Linked DNA regions of Sus scrofa: regions 1 and 2 are each linked to region 3. The links are chromatin contacts, called in public Hi-C and targeted proximity ligation maps. All regions are on one chromosome and are shown on one strand. The core of a region is the stretch at or near the end of the contact, and the rest is flanking DNA. Distances in the headings are between cores, read along the strand shown. Region 1 overlaps PARN (poly(A)-specific ribonuclease PARN). Region 2 overlaps PARN (poly(A)-specific ribonuclease PARN). Region 3 has its middle 7.1 kb from the start of MIR365-1.

What was found. A called contact is a pair of places that touch in the nucleus more often than the background predicts.
Region 1: a Hi-C map of liver shows a contact between it and region 3, with 5 times the contacts expected there. A contact is called at or near these places in 5 of 47 Hi-C or Micro-C datasets (embryonic fibroblasts, liver and skeletal muscle) and 1 of 2 datasets of targeted methods (skeletal muscle).
Region 2: a targeted proximity ligation map of skeletal muscle shows a contact between it and region 3, with 2.1 times the contacts expected there. A contact is called at or near these places in 3 of 47 Hi-C or Micro-C datasets (psoas muscle and skeletal muscle) and 1 of 2 datasets of targeted methods (skeletal muscle).

The regions. Positions count from the first base shown.
Region 1 is chr3:28,709,931-28,713,770 of Sscrofa11.1, reverse strand. The region is part of intron 21 of PARN (poly(A)-specific ribonuclease PARN); the gene reads right to left. Among named protein-coding and RNA genes, the nearest start is that of PARN, 95 kb to the right of the region's middle.
Region 2 is chr3:28,749,318-28,753,292 of Sscrofa11.1, reverse strand. The region is part of intron 21 of PARN (poly(A)-specific ribonuclease PARN); the gene reads right to left. Among named protein-coding and RNA genes, the nearest start is that of PARN, 130 kb to the right of the region's middle.
Region 3 is chr3:28,899,201-28,903,007 of Sscrofa11.1, reverse strand. No RefSeq gene overlaps it. Among named protein-coding and RNA genes, the nearest start is that of MIR365-1, 7.1 kb to the left of the region's middle.

The DNA of each region.
Region 1 (3,840 bases), core at 416-2,915, 190 kb after region 3:
GTGCACATAAAAAAGACTCACCCATTGGCTGGGAGACCTGGAACCCAAGCCTGTCCCTGCCTAAGGCTGTGGGTGGGAAGAGAAAAGTCCATAGGAGAATTCACACCTCTGACTGCTCCAAAAGGGAGTGTTCAGAAAAAAGAAGCATGGGAGTTTCCGCTGTGGCTCAGCAGTAATGAACCCAACTAGTATCCGTGAGGATGCAGCTTCAATCCCTGGCCTCACTCAGTGGGTTAAGGTTCTGGTGTTGCCGTGAGCTGTGGTACAGGCCAGCAACTGAAGTTCTGATTTGACCCTTAGTCTGGGAACTTTGATGCGCCACAAGTACAACCCTGAAAAGCAAAAAAAAAAAAAAAGGAAAGAAAAGAAAAAGAGGAAAAAAAGCAGCATGTATGGTGAATAGTAAAGATAAATTGACCAAATTCACCATTTATAAAACAGGGATTCTCAGGAGTTCCTGATGTGGCATAGCAGGCTAAAAATCTGGCGTTAGAAGTTCCCTTCACGGCTCAGTGGTTAATGAACCCAACTAGGATCCATGAGGATGTGGGTTCGATCCCTGGCCTCCCTCAGTGGGTTAAGGATCCGGCATTGCCATGAGCTGTAGCGTAGGTTATAGATGCAGCTCGGATCCCATGTGGCTGTGGCACAGGCCGGCAGCTGTAGCTCCAATTTGACCCCTAGCCTGGGAACTTCCATATGCCTTGGGTGCAGCCCTGAAAAAAAAAAAAAAAAAAGAATCCAGCTTTGTCTCTGCGATGGTGCAGGTTCAATCCCCAGCCTGGAACGGTGTATTAAAGATCTGACATTGCTGCAGCTGTGGCTCAGATTCTATCCTTGGCCTGAGAGTTTCCAAATGCCACAGGGGCAGCCAAAAAAAAAAAAAAAAAAAAAAAAAAAAAGAAAAGAAAGGAAAAAGAAAAGAAAGGGATTCTCTGACTGAAGAAAATTGAATGGGCACCTATTTGTTATTCACAAAAGACGCATCTAAAGCAATCCAGAAAAGTCAAAATAAGAGGCTGGAAAAGAAATGAGGCAAATGAGGCAAATACTAACCAAAAAATGAAAATACTTGTATCAGACAAAACTGAGTTCAGGGAAAAAAACAACAACAACAACAAACTACTAGTTAGAACAAGAGCACCAACTTGTCCCCAAAACAGAAACTGACAGAATGATAAGGAGAAAGCAACAATTTCAAAACCACAGTACGAGTGAAAAACCAAACACAACAAAACAAAATCCCAATTATAAATTTACAGATCAAGCAAATGCAAGCAATGAGTAAACAACTAAGAGATGAGAACCACGTATTATTTCACAAGCTTGACCTTCTGGACAGAGGGAACCCTACACTTCACAACTGGGAAACTGTACTTTCCCTTCGAACACACTGGAATATTTATAAACACTGACCAGGTCACAGGGAAAGACTCAACCAATATCATGGATGATCTGTCTTAACCGCCTTCTCCAACGTGAAGCAGTAAAACCAGAAACTCTACGGTGGGGACCGGGGTGCAGATGAAGATGACCACCAGCTTCTCCCCAACCCGCTGACCCCAGAGAATCCCCCCTCCCGCCGGCCTAACATTAATGCTGTGTATGTGGAGACCGAGGAGAGACTGCATCCTTCTGGAGCCCAGGCCGTGATGCTGTCACTTAATCTCAAAGACAGAGCAGCAGCTGACCACGCGGCCAGACAGGACCCGCTCGTCTCCAAGTGCCTCCTGGGAGTGAGGCGAGGATTCGGCAGATAACAGACTCAGTCATTCAGGGGAGCCCAGAAGCCACACAGTAGTTGATTCTAACCTGTGAGTTTTATTCAAGGTCTCTTTTCTCTTAGCCCGGGACACTGAAAACATTTCATGAGCTGTTGTTTTCCCAAGGCAACTACCTAGTTACGATTGCTCGGTCTGCCTTTGTTTTCCCTTAGCAGTAAGCTGAGCTCTCCAAGAAGAGCTGGGGCCCGAAGGCAAACCAGTATATATTACCCTACCCTCGGTCCATCCCAAGCTGCTCAGATAATCAAGATTCATTGCCAGGTACACTTTCCTGTCCAAACATGAATTATGAAAAAAGAGCTTTCCTCCTAGGGGCAGCTGTTCACTGCGGCTGCTAAACAGCAGCATTAGGAGTATTCGATTTATCAAGATAAGGAGACAAAGATCAAGCTCTAACATAATCACTTCTCCCAACGCATTGAAAAGGGAGGGGAAGGGCTAGACTGGGAGGGGAAAAGGTCCCTTTCCTCAGATGGGAATCTAATGAAAATTTAGAGGGAAGTCTTAAATTCACTTAAAATACTTCACGGAAAACATTTTATCTCCACTTACAGATAATTTCCCAAATAGTATTCTGCTAAACTGTTTCTGTAGCAATATTAAAAATGACTATCAGGAGTTCCTATCGTGGCATAGTGGTTAACGAATCCGACTAGGAACCATGAGGTTGTGGGTTGATCCCTGGCCTTGCTCAGCGGGTTAAGGATCCGGCGTGTGGTGTAGGTTGCAGACGTGGCTCGGATCCCGCGTTGCTGTGGCTCTGGCATAGGCTGGTGGCTACAGCTCCAATTGGACCCCTAGCCTGGGAACCTCCATATGCCACGGTAAGCAGCCCTAGAAAAGGCAAACACACACACACACACAAATGACTATCAACTGCTTGTAAAACTTCCTCCAAGGAGTTAATGTCAACACAGTATAGCCACTGGTACCACTGAGATCCTGTCCCAAGGTTTTATGCGTATCTTACTTCGTTTGGATCCCTCGAATCTTTCTTTTATTAGAGATTATAGAATTTCATACATACATGAAAAACTGAAACTCCTACATCATTTGTACACCCACGTGAATCTCTGCTTTAAACAGAGCCCAACACAGTATACAGAGTGGGGAGGAAGGAAGACCCGTTCTACCTCATTTTTCAGTAATTTCATGACACGGGAGAGAGAGAATTTAAACAATGACAGATTTTAAAACAGTCTATGATAGATATTTTTCCAACAAATACTACTATTACTACTACTACAAAACAAAATGCACACACGTAGGGGGTCTTAAACAAAGTACTTCCTTGTTTCTGTTTGTCTGAGGTTAGCCACAATGCTTACAGATCATCTCACGACAGAATTTCAGTTGGAAGATCTCCGAGAAAACCACGCAGATTAAGTGCCTATGCCACTCTTACTAAGTGTGACCCTCTGCAGATGAGGAAGTAAAAGCACCAATGGATGAAGGCTCTTCTCTGCCGGAAATGAAACAGACGACCCCAGCCCACCTGTAAGGTAAGAAGTGTCTGGGAAAGGCAGGAAGCCATGTTTGAAGCTGTCCAAGACCTGTCAGTCTGGGTACTTAATACTGATAACCGAGCTGTCAATGCAGTGGTCACAGAAGGGACAAGGCCTCTGAGCTCATGAGGTGGGGCATCAGTCACTCTCAGACTGAGGGAGGGCACCTCCCCCCCCAAATCTGCATGAAAGTCAGAAGGGCCATGTCCATGCACAAGCTCCCAGGCAGGTATGTGGAGGCCGAGACACGCCAGCTGTGGGATCTGCTGGGGCCCAGGATGTCCCACTGAGCCTGTCTTCACTGTCACCCAGCTGTGAGGGGTCCCACGTGCTGCTCAGTGAACCCAATAGACTGGCCCTAGAGACCTGGAAAAGACACTTTCTGGGACTGCAGGCTCCACTGGGGAAAGGGCGACTGCGTGTTATGTGTGCAGAGGTGAAAAGAGAGATTGCGAAATGGGGTAGCAAGTCCCCTCTCAACCAAATCTGCTACCTGTTCCTTTCTCCAAATACCTGCCAAAGGAATTAATTGAGTCTTCCATGGCTTTTTC
Region 2 (3,975 bases), core at 308-2,807, 150 kb after region 3:
CAGACTGGTCCTGCTGCCTCCTCCTCGGAGAGGCTGGGGGATGGAAGGTGCAGGAAGGGTGGGTGTGAGAACCCATGGAAACCTGCTGGCAGGTGGGTACCCACGTGCTGGTTCCGGCTTCTGCAGCGTGAGCAGGTTTCCCCCCGGGCGCCCTCTCCCTGCCCACAGCTACCACCAGCAAGACAGCAGGGGCCGGGCTGTGCTGGGAGGGGCTGTGGGAGCAGACCTGGGACCTGGGCAGCTGCACATGCGCCACAGCGTCCAAACTAGACTGTACACCCACTTCAGCTCTTGGTACAGAGCGGTTCTCAGCAAATATTACGTGGGAGACAGGCAGACACGCCCCACATACCTCACACCTGACTCTGTCCTCTTCACTCCAAGTGAGCTAGACTTGCCAGCAATTGCTCAGCACGACAGGAGCTACAGAATGTCATGCCCTAAATGGTTAGCCATCTAAAGAGCATAGCAAAATAAACAAAAAGAAAAATGGCTCCCAGTCTTGTTTTTAAAAAGTTGTCCTTACTAAGTTGGCTGAACTTTTCAAATACTCACTCCTGAATTGAAGAGAAAAAAAGGGGGGGGGACCACTAAGGGTATTTAAGAACTTTCACATTTCCCAAGGAAGTAGGGCGAGTTACTGCAATGGGAGCCTAAAACAGGGTGCTCTGACTCACTCCCAGGAGGGGAACAGAAAGCATTCAGTTCTGCAGATACGCTGTTGACCAAAGTCACTGGGATGGGAGACCCCCAGAAAGAGGATCCTTTCCTGAAAATGTTATTTCTCCAGACAGTGACTTTTCTTGCTTTCAAAGGGCTGCACCCCTGACTCTCTTGCCCCGTTGATCTAACCACTGAGCCACGTGTATGACCAACAAGCGCCGTCCATCCATGCGTCCATCCAGCAGCTGCTCCCCGAGTGTCCGTCCCAGGGACAATGCTGGAGATCTGGGAAAACCAGATCGAGTTCCACCCTCTCGGCTCACCCGTCACATGGAGAGCTTCCCGTAGGCCTGAGGCAAGCTGCTAGAGCAGGTTCATCTCTCCGGTGATACAGGAGAAGCCGCCACTTCTACGTGACCATGCTGTACTGCGGCTCGTCGGCCAACGTGCATCGCCTGGATTTTCCTGCGTTTCGTTCCTCACTCGGGCAGGTTTACGTGCAAGGAGGCCCCTCAGGGATGACACCTGCAATAACGCCGCTCTCTCGAGTTTGATTTGGACAACCCGGGAAAAGAGTCGGCTTGAGTCAACGTTCCCCATGAAAGCAAAGCAGATGATAAGGTCATAAAGGAGCCAAGATGATCTAGTGAACAGCGTCCGGCTGTTTCCCAAGAACGCGGTGCTCAGCCCCGAGGACGAACGTCACCAGCGGCTCGCTGACCACGGTGGCGAGTTCATCGGAGCACATGTGGAAGTAGGATCGCTACACGGGGGAAACGAATAACAGCCCACTTGTCACCGCTGGCCTTCACGTGGCAGTCATGTACCAGCATTCCTTCGAGGCCCAGCAGCTTTGCAGCTCTCGGCCTTTCATCTCGGAGCCAAGCTCTGGCTGGGAGCCACCCCGCTAATGGATGAATCAGCAAAATGAACTGGCTGTCAGCTGTGTTCTCCAGCGATTCCAGCTCGCCCGGCGGCGGCGGCGGCGGCGGCGGCAGCAGCGTGGGCCAGGCGGCTTGGTAACACGAACCTTCTCCAAATGTGTCAGGGAAATGATTCAGGGCTAGCTTTCGGTCGTGCCGTGCCGCTTTGTTAAAGCCACCGGGAAACCAAACGCAGTGGGGGCCCTCCCCAGTTCCCTGCAGATGAGTGAGAGCGGCTCCTCCCCCAGAGCCTCCCCGCCCACCCTGGGCCTCCCTGGGCAGGGTCTGCTCACACCCCTTACGGGGTTCAATCACCACAGCCGCCCCAAGAGGAAGGGGCATCCCAGGCACCACACAGATAAAGGGACTGAGCATCAGCTTGCCTATGGTCTTGCTGTGTGAGCAACAGCCGGTCTGGAACCAAAACAGGATTTTCGTTTTTTAATGTAATATTGCCCCAAGTCTGACATATATTTGCGGGTATTTATGTGTCTGTGTCGATCGACAATTCCAAAATGTTTCCTTCACAGGATTCTTAAAGAACTACTTAAAATATGTAGACGTTTTTCTAAAAATTTAGAACTTTCAATTGGCACAACACTGTAAATCAACTATATTTTAATAATGAAAAAAGTAAAAAAAATAGTCCTAGTGGAGAGTGAAAAAAAAAACATAAAAATTTAGAACTTTCCATTATTGTCAAGCAAAAAACTCTCTCCAACTAAGCTGAGAGTCATGATGTTCGCGGATCAGAAGACTTGACGTAAGATGTAGATTCCAGCCAAAACTGATCTATAGCTTTAATGCAATTTCACTTTTAAAAATTCCAACATGTTAGTAAAACATTGGAAAAAATTAAAAATGAGATTAAAAAACCTCAACAGAACACAGAGCAGTGAGACGGGGAAGGTCAGCCGCAAAGTGGGTGAGAGAATTCTGGGGGTCCTATTTTTTTTTTGGAGGGGGGGCCCTATGTCTTGATGGTGGTGATGATGACATGATGGTCTGCATTTATTCACACAAAAACCAGAGTTCCGGCTGTGGCACAGCGGAAATGAATCCGGCTAAGAACCATGAGGTTGTGGGTTCAATCCTTGGCCTCGCTCAGTGGGCTGAGGATCTGGTGTTGCCGTGAGCTGTGGTGTAGGTCGCAGATGCGGCTCAGATCCCGAGTTGCTGTGGCTCTGGCCGTAGGCTAGCGGCTACAGCTCTGATGAGACCCCTTAGCCTGGGAACCTCCATATGCTGCGGGTGTATGGCCCTAAAAAGCAAAAATAACAATAAAAATTAAAACAAAGACCAATATAACAGAACAGTATGTTTCACTGTATATATATAACTTACACCTCAATAATTCTGTGGAATGTGAAAGGTTGGATCTTAAATCTTAAATGGAACAATGACAACCCAAACATTTCTGAAGACTAAAGAAGAGAGACTTGCTTTGCTAGCTAAAAAGGCTTACTATAAACCAGTAATACTTAAAAACGACGGTGTAGTAAGAGTAACAGAGATAACGTGACCAATGGGAGAGAAGCGCCTGGACACAGACAGACCTTACGCATCTGTGCAACTTTGACTTTTGACACAGGCAGCATGACACTGTGGAAAAGGCAAAGCTGGAAAAACTGTTTATCCATAGGAAAAAAAAAAAAAGAAACTGGATTCTTACACTCGGCAGAAAAATCAACTCCAGATGGATGAAGCACTTAAATGTCAAAAGCAAATTCTGAAAACTTGAAAAGAAAATGGAAGTGAATATCTTCCCAAGCTTGAAGTAGGAAAGAATTTATGAAGATACAAAAAATCGTTAAGCATTTAAAAAAAAAAAAAAAAAAAAAGATCAGTAAGTCTGGCTACACTGACGAGGAAAACTTGTTCATCAGAAGCCACTTTAAAGAGGGAAGACACTCTACCAGCCAGGAGAAGGTATTTGTAACCCGTGCAACTGGTGGAGGCTTAGCACCAGAATACCTGAAAACGCCTACCAATCAGTAAAGGAACAAACATCCAACAGAAAAACGGGCAGAAGACACGAAAAGCACGCAGAGTCATTTCACAGAAAAAGGAGCACATCACGCGATAGTGTTATAAAGAGTTGCTCAACCTCAGGCAAAGGCAAATAACGAGCACAATAAGGTATCATTTTGTGGATTTGCAGAGGGAGAGGGAAGGGGTGGGGTGGGGGTTAGAGGGGGAAGGAGAGAGAGAGAACTAAAAAAGGCAAGAAAGGCGTCAGCACGACTTTGAGGAGAGCAGCTGTCCGGCCAGGGAGTCGGGAGGATGGGATGGGGAAGAAGAACAGCGAGATGTAATTTCTTTTTTTTTTTTTTTTTTTTTTTTGTCTTTTTGCCTTTTCTAGGGCCGCACCCATGGCATACGGAGGTTC
Region 3 (3,807 bases), core at 1,013-3,512:
ACAACTCTGAGGAGTCGTTAGTGATTGCCATGATAGGCACCAAGGGGACTTCAAAAATTGTAATTTTAATACCTGTCAACTGAGTAGCCTTTAAAGAGGAAAGTGTTGTAAGAAAATACCTCCGTGGGGCACCCTGACTGTGGGAGAAGGCCCTCCCCTGATATTGGTGAGAATGGAAATAGAATGAAAAATGTCCCAGAGTTCCCGTTGTGGCTCAGCGGGTTAAGAACCCAACATAGTGTCTGTGAGGATGAGGGTTCAATCCCTGGCCCAGCTCAGGGGGTTAAGGATCAGGCATGGCCATGAACTGCCGTGTAGGTCGCTTGGATCTGGCATTGCTGTGACTGTGGCACAGACTGGCAGCTCCAGCTCCCATTTGACCCCTAGCCTGGGAGCTTCCATAGGCCGCAGATGCGGCCCTAAGAAGAAAAAAAAAGTGTCTTAAGGCAGAAGAAGGTAATGGGAAGGAGAGATGGAAGTTGTGTGTATGTGTGCACGTGCGTGTGTGCACACATGCAGAGAGAGGGTGGAAGACAGATTTCCCCAAAGGCAGGAGTCTGGAGCCTAAGGATTCCTGGCAGGATGAGGGGAGGAGTGGGGAAGGCATGACTTTTTTTTTCCCCCAACAGTTTTATTGAGATATAATTCACTTACCATCTCATTCACCCATCTCAAGTGCCCAGCTCTGTGTCTTTGAGTATATTCACGGGTCCACCTTTGGCCTCTCTTGTTTCATCGGCCTTCCCTCCTCCTTCATTGTTTCCCACTGAGTAGCTTTGAGCCAGTTCATACACTGGACTTGATGCTGTTAACTTAGCTCGAAGGCCAAAATTTTCCTTCATCCGAAAGCTTCAGTCCAAGTCTATACGCACATGAACTCCATGGATGGGCTTTAGGGACAGTGGAGGAATTGGGGCAGAGTCTCGAGTGGGTCAGCGTGGGGTGGGAAAGGAAAGCTCCTGAATCAAGCAGGTCTAGCTACCTGATTTGCAGAATGAAAATGTGCAGCCCTTTGTTCAACAATGACTAAGTACAACCACCATGGAAGACAGTATGGAGGTTCCTCAGAAAAGTAAATATAGAACTACCACATGATCCAGCAATCCTACTCCTGGGCATAAATCTGGACAGACTTTCATTCAAAAAGATACATTGCACCTGTGTGTTCATAGCAGCACTATTGACAAGAGCTAAGACTTGGAAACCCCTACATGTCCATCAACAGATGAATGGATTAAGATGTGGTACACGTATATAATGGAATACTACTCAGCCATAAAAAGAGTGAAATAATGCCATTTATAGCAACGTGAATGCAACTAGAGAGTCTCATACTAAGTGAAGCAGATCATAAAGAGAAAGACAAATACCACATGATATCAGTAATATGTGAAATATAAAATATGGCACAAACGAACCTATCTACAAAACGGAAACAGACTCACAGACGTCAAGAACAGACTTGCGGTTGCAGTGGTGGGTGGTAGGGAGTAGGACAGACTGGGAATTGGGAGTTAGTAGATGCAAACTATGACATTTAGACTGGATTAAGCAGTGCGGCCCTACTATATAGCACAGGGAACTATAGCCAATCTCCTGGGTTAGCCCATGATGGAAGATAATGTAAGAAAGGGAATGTGTGTGTGTGTGTGTGTGTGTGTGTGTGTGTAAACAAATGAATGGGTCGCTTTGCTGTACAGCAGAAACTGGCACAACATTATAAATCAACTATAATTTTAAAAAATTAAAGTTAAATTTAGAAAAATCATTTATGCCTAACTCATCCAAAAAAAGAAAGAGAGAAATTACTAAGAAGTTCAGGATGACAACAGTAGAGCATTAAAATCAAAGTAGACCCTCTACAACTGTACAGGTCATGTGCCCACGAGGCCAGCAAAAGGGCACCTAAGCAGAACGGATTCATTGGATGCAGGAATTCAGAACCTTGGGTGACTAGGAGAGACACAAACGCCCTTCACCCCCATTCCCTGGAAAGGTTCCAAGGAAAGTTGGGTCTCCCATGGCATGTGGGACCAAGTTCAAGCCCATTCCATTTGAATCTCCAAAAATAAGATGACCCCAGCTGACATGTGGGTTATAAGTACTTTAAAAAAAAAAAAAATAGCCATTTGTCTTAAGCCTTCTTCCCTAAGCGCCTGCAGTTGTTTTATCTGGCCACTCCATTTTGTCCTAGACTGAGTGTACTCTGATCCCACAGCAAATGCCAGAGCTGCAGTCTTCAGAACAGAGGCCCGCTGGTCAGCAAACTATCCAGAACAGCAACAGGACCAGGAGTCCCATCAGAGGCAGGCGGTCAGGGCAGACGTTGGCAGCCTATCATGGCACCCAGTCCCTCCCAGTCCCTTCCAGCCCAAACAGAACTCCGTTATCGCCCTCAAAGAATAGTCTCCACCAACCCAATGAACCTGATTTCCTGGGCTTATCTAAGGCGCTCAACCCAAGAATCCACCCAGAGATTCAAGGCTTTGCAGTGTGTGTTGGGAGGACACTTGAGGATAGACTTAGACGAACAGAACTTTGTCATGAAGGGGAATCCAACATGACAGAGAAGAAGGGAGAATGTGGAAGAGAGAGACTGAGCGAACTGGTGACGACCTTGTGGTGCCTCCTGTTCTCTGTAGGATGTTCAATGAATGTGTGAATGTTCATTCATTCGTTCCTGGACCTACTATATAGAAAAGGGGCTGAGTACTGGGCCGGAGCAACGCAGTAACCAACAAGATAGACACGGTTCCTACCCTCGGGGGCTGGAGAGGCCATCATAAACTAAAGAATTAAAAAACATTTTATATTTGATTAAATAATGTAATAACAATGGCAAAAACCCAACTACAACAAGTCTGAGTAAATCCTGCAGGCAGCGGTGGGGTTTATAGACAAGAGTGGATCTTAAAGCGAAGCCCGACTCACCATTGAGGCAATTCTCAGCAGAGTAAGCGTAGAAGCCGCACAGCCAGGAGAAGGCTCTGGCGGAGATAGGTGGCTCTCGGTTTGGCTTTTGTTTTTGTTCCTGCCAGCACTTTCTCTCCCACTTTTAGTAAAAGGCACGATGGCCCGTGGGAATACCGCCAAAGACAATCGCTCACAATACCCAAGCCTCAGCTACCGTCATTGATCCAGGTGGGGGTGTCATGACTCACAAGGACCAATCACAGCAGCCCACTTCTGAACTTGGCCGCAGTGATTGGTCCAGGTTTGGGCATGTGACCAAACGGAGCCAATCCAGGATTGTCCAAACTGGAGCAGGTGGGAAGCTTGCTTTTCGCACCCGATCTCCAGCCTCCGCCTCGCAGCTGATTGAGGCCAGTCTGGAGGGTGGGAGAGATCAGGGGCGGGATAGGGGACAGGGGAGGACGAGAGCACGCTCTGTGTTCTGTCTCTGTATCCAAGAGCATTATCAGCGTCTCTCCTTCATCATAGCTCCCCTAATAGTGGATCTCACATCAACTCTGTATGGTCCAAAGCGTTCTGATTCGGGACTTGGGAACTGTTTGCCTCTTCATGTATTGTGTGAAGCTAAAAGGGGTAGGTTATCGTCCCTCAGCCTCCCCTAGGTGTGCCTGCTGTACTTGATTGAGAATGATGGGTTCCCTAGACACATCTCCAGGCCGTGCCCCCCACCCTTAATTTACCGCTGAATCAGAACTACTCACTTGCTCTTGGACTTCAAGTCCTGCCCTCTTCCTGCCTGCTTCCATCACCCGAACTCATCCCCAACCCACACCCCACCTCTCTTCCCCACCCCTCTGTCCACCAAGGGCAGATCCTGCAGCTTGTCCTTGCTTC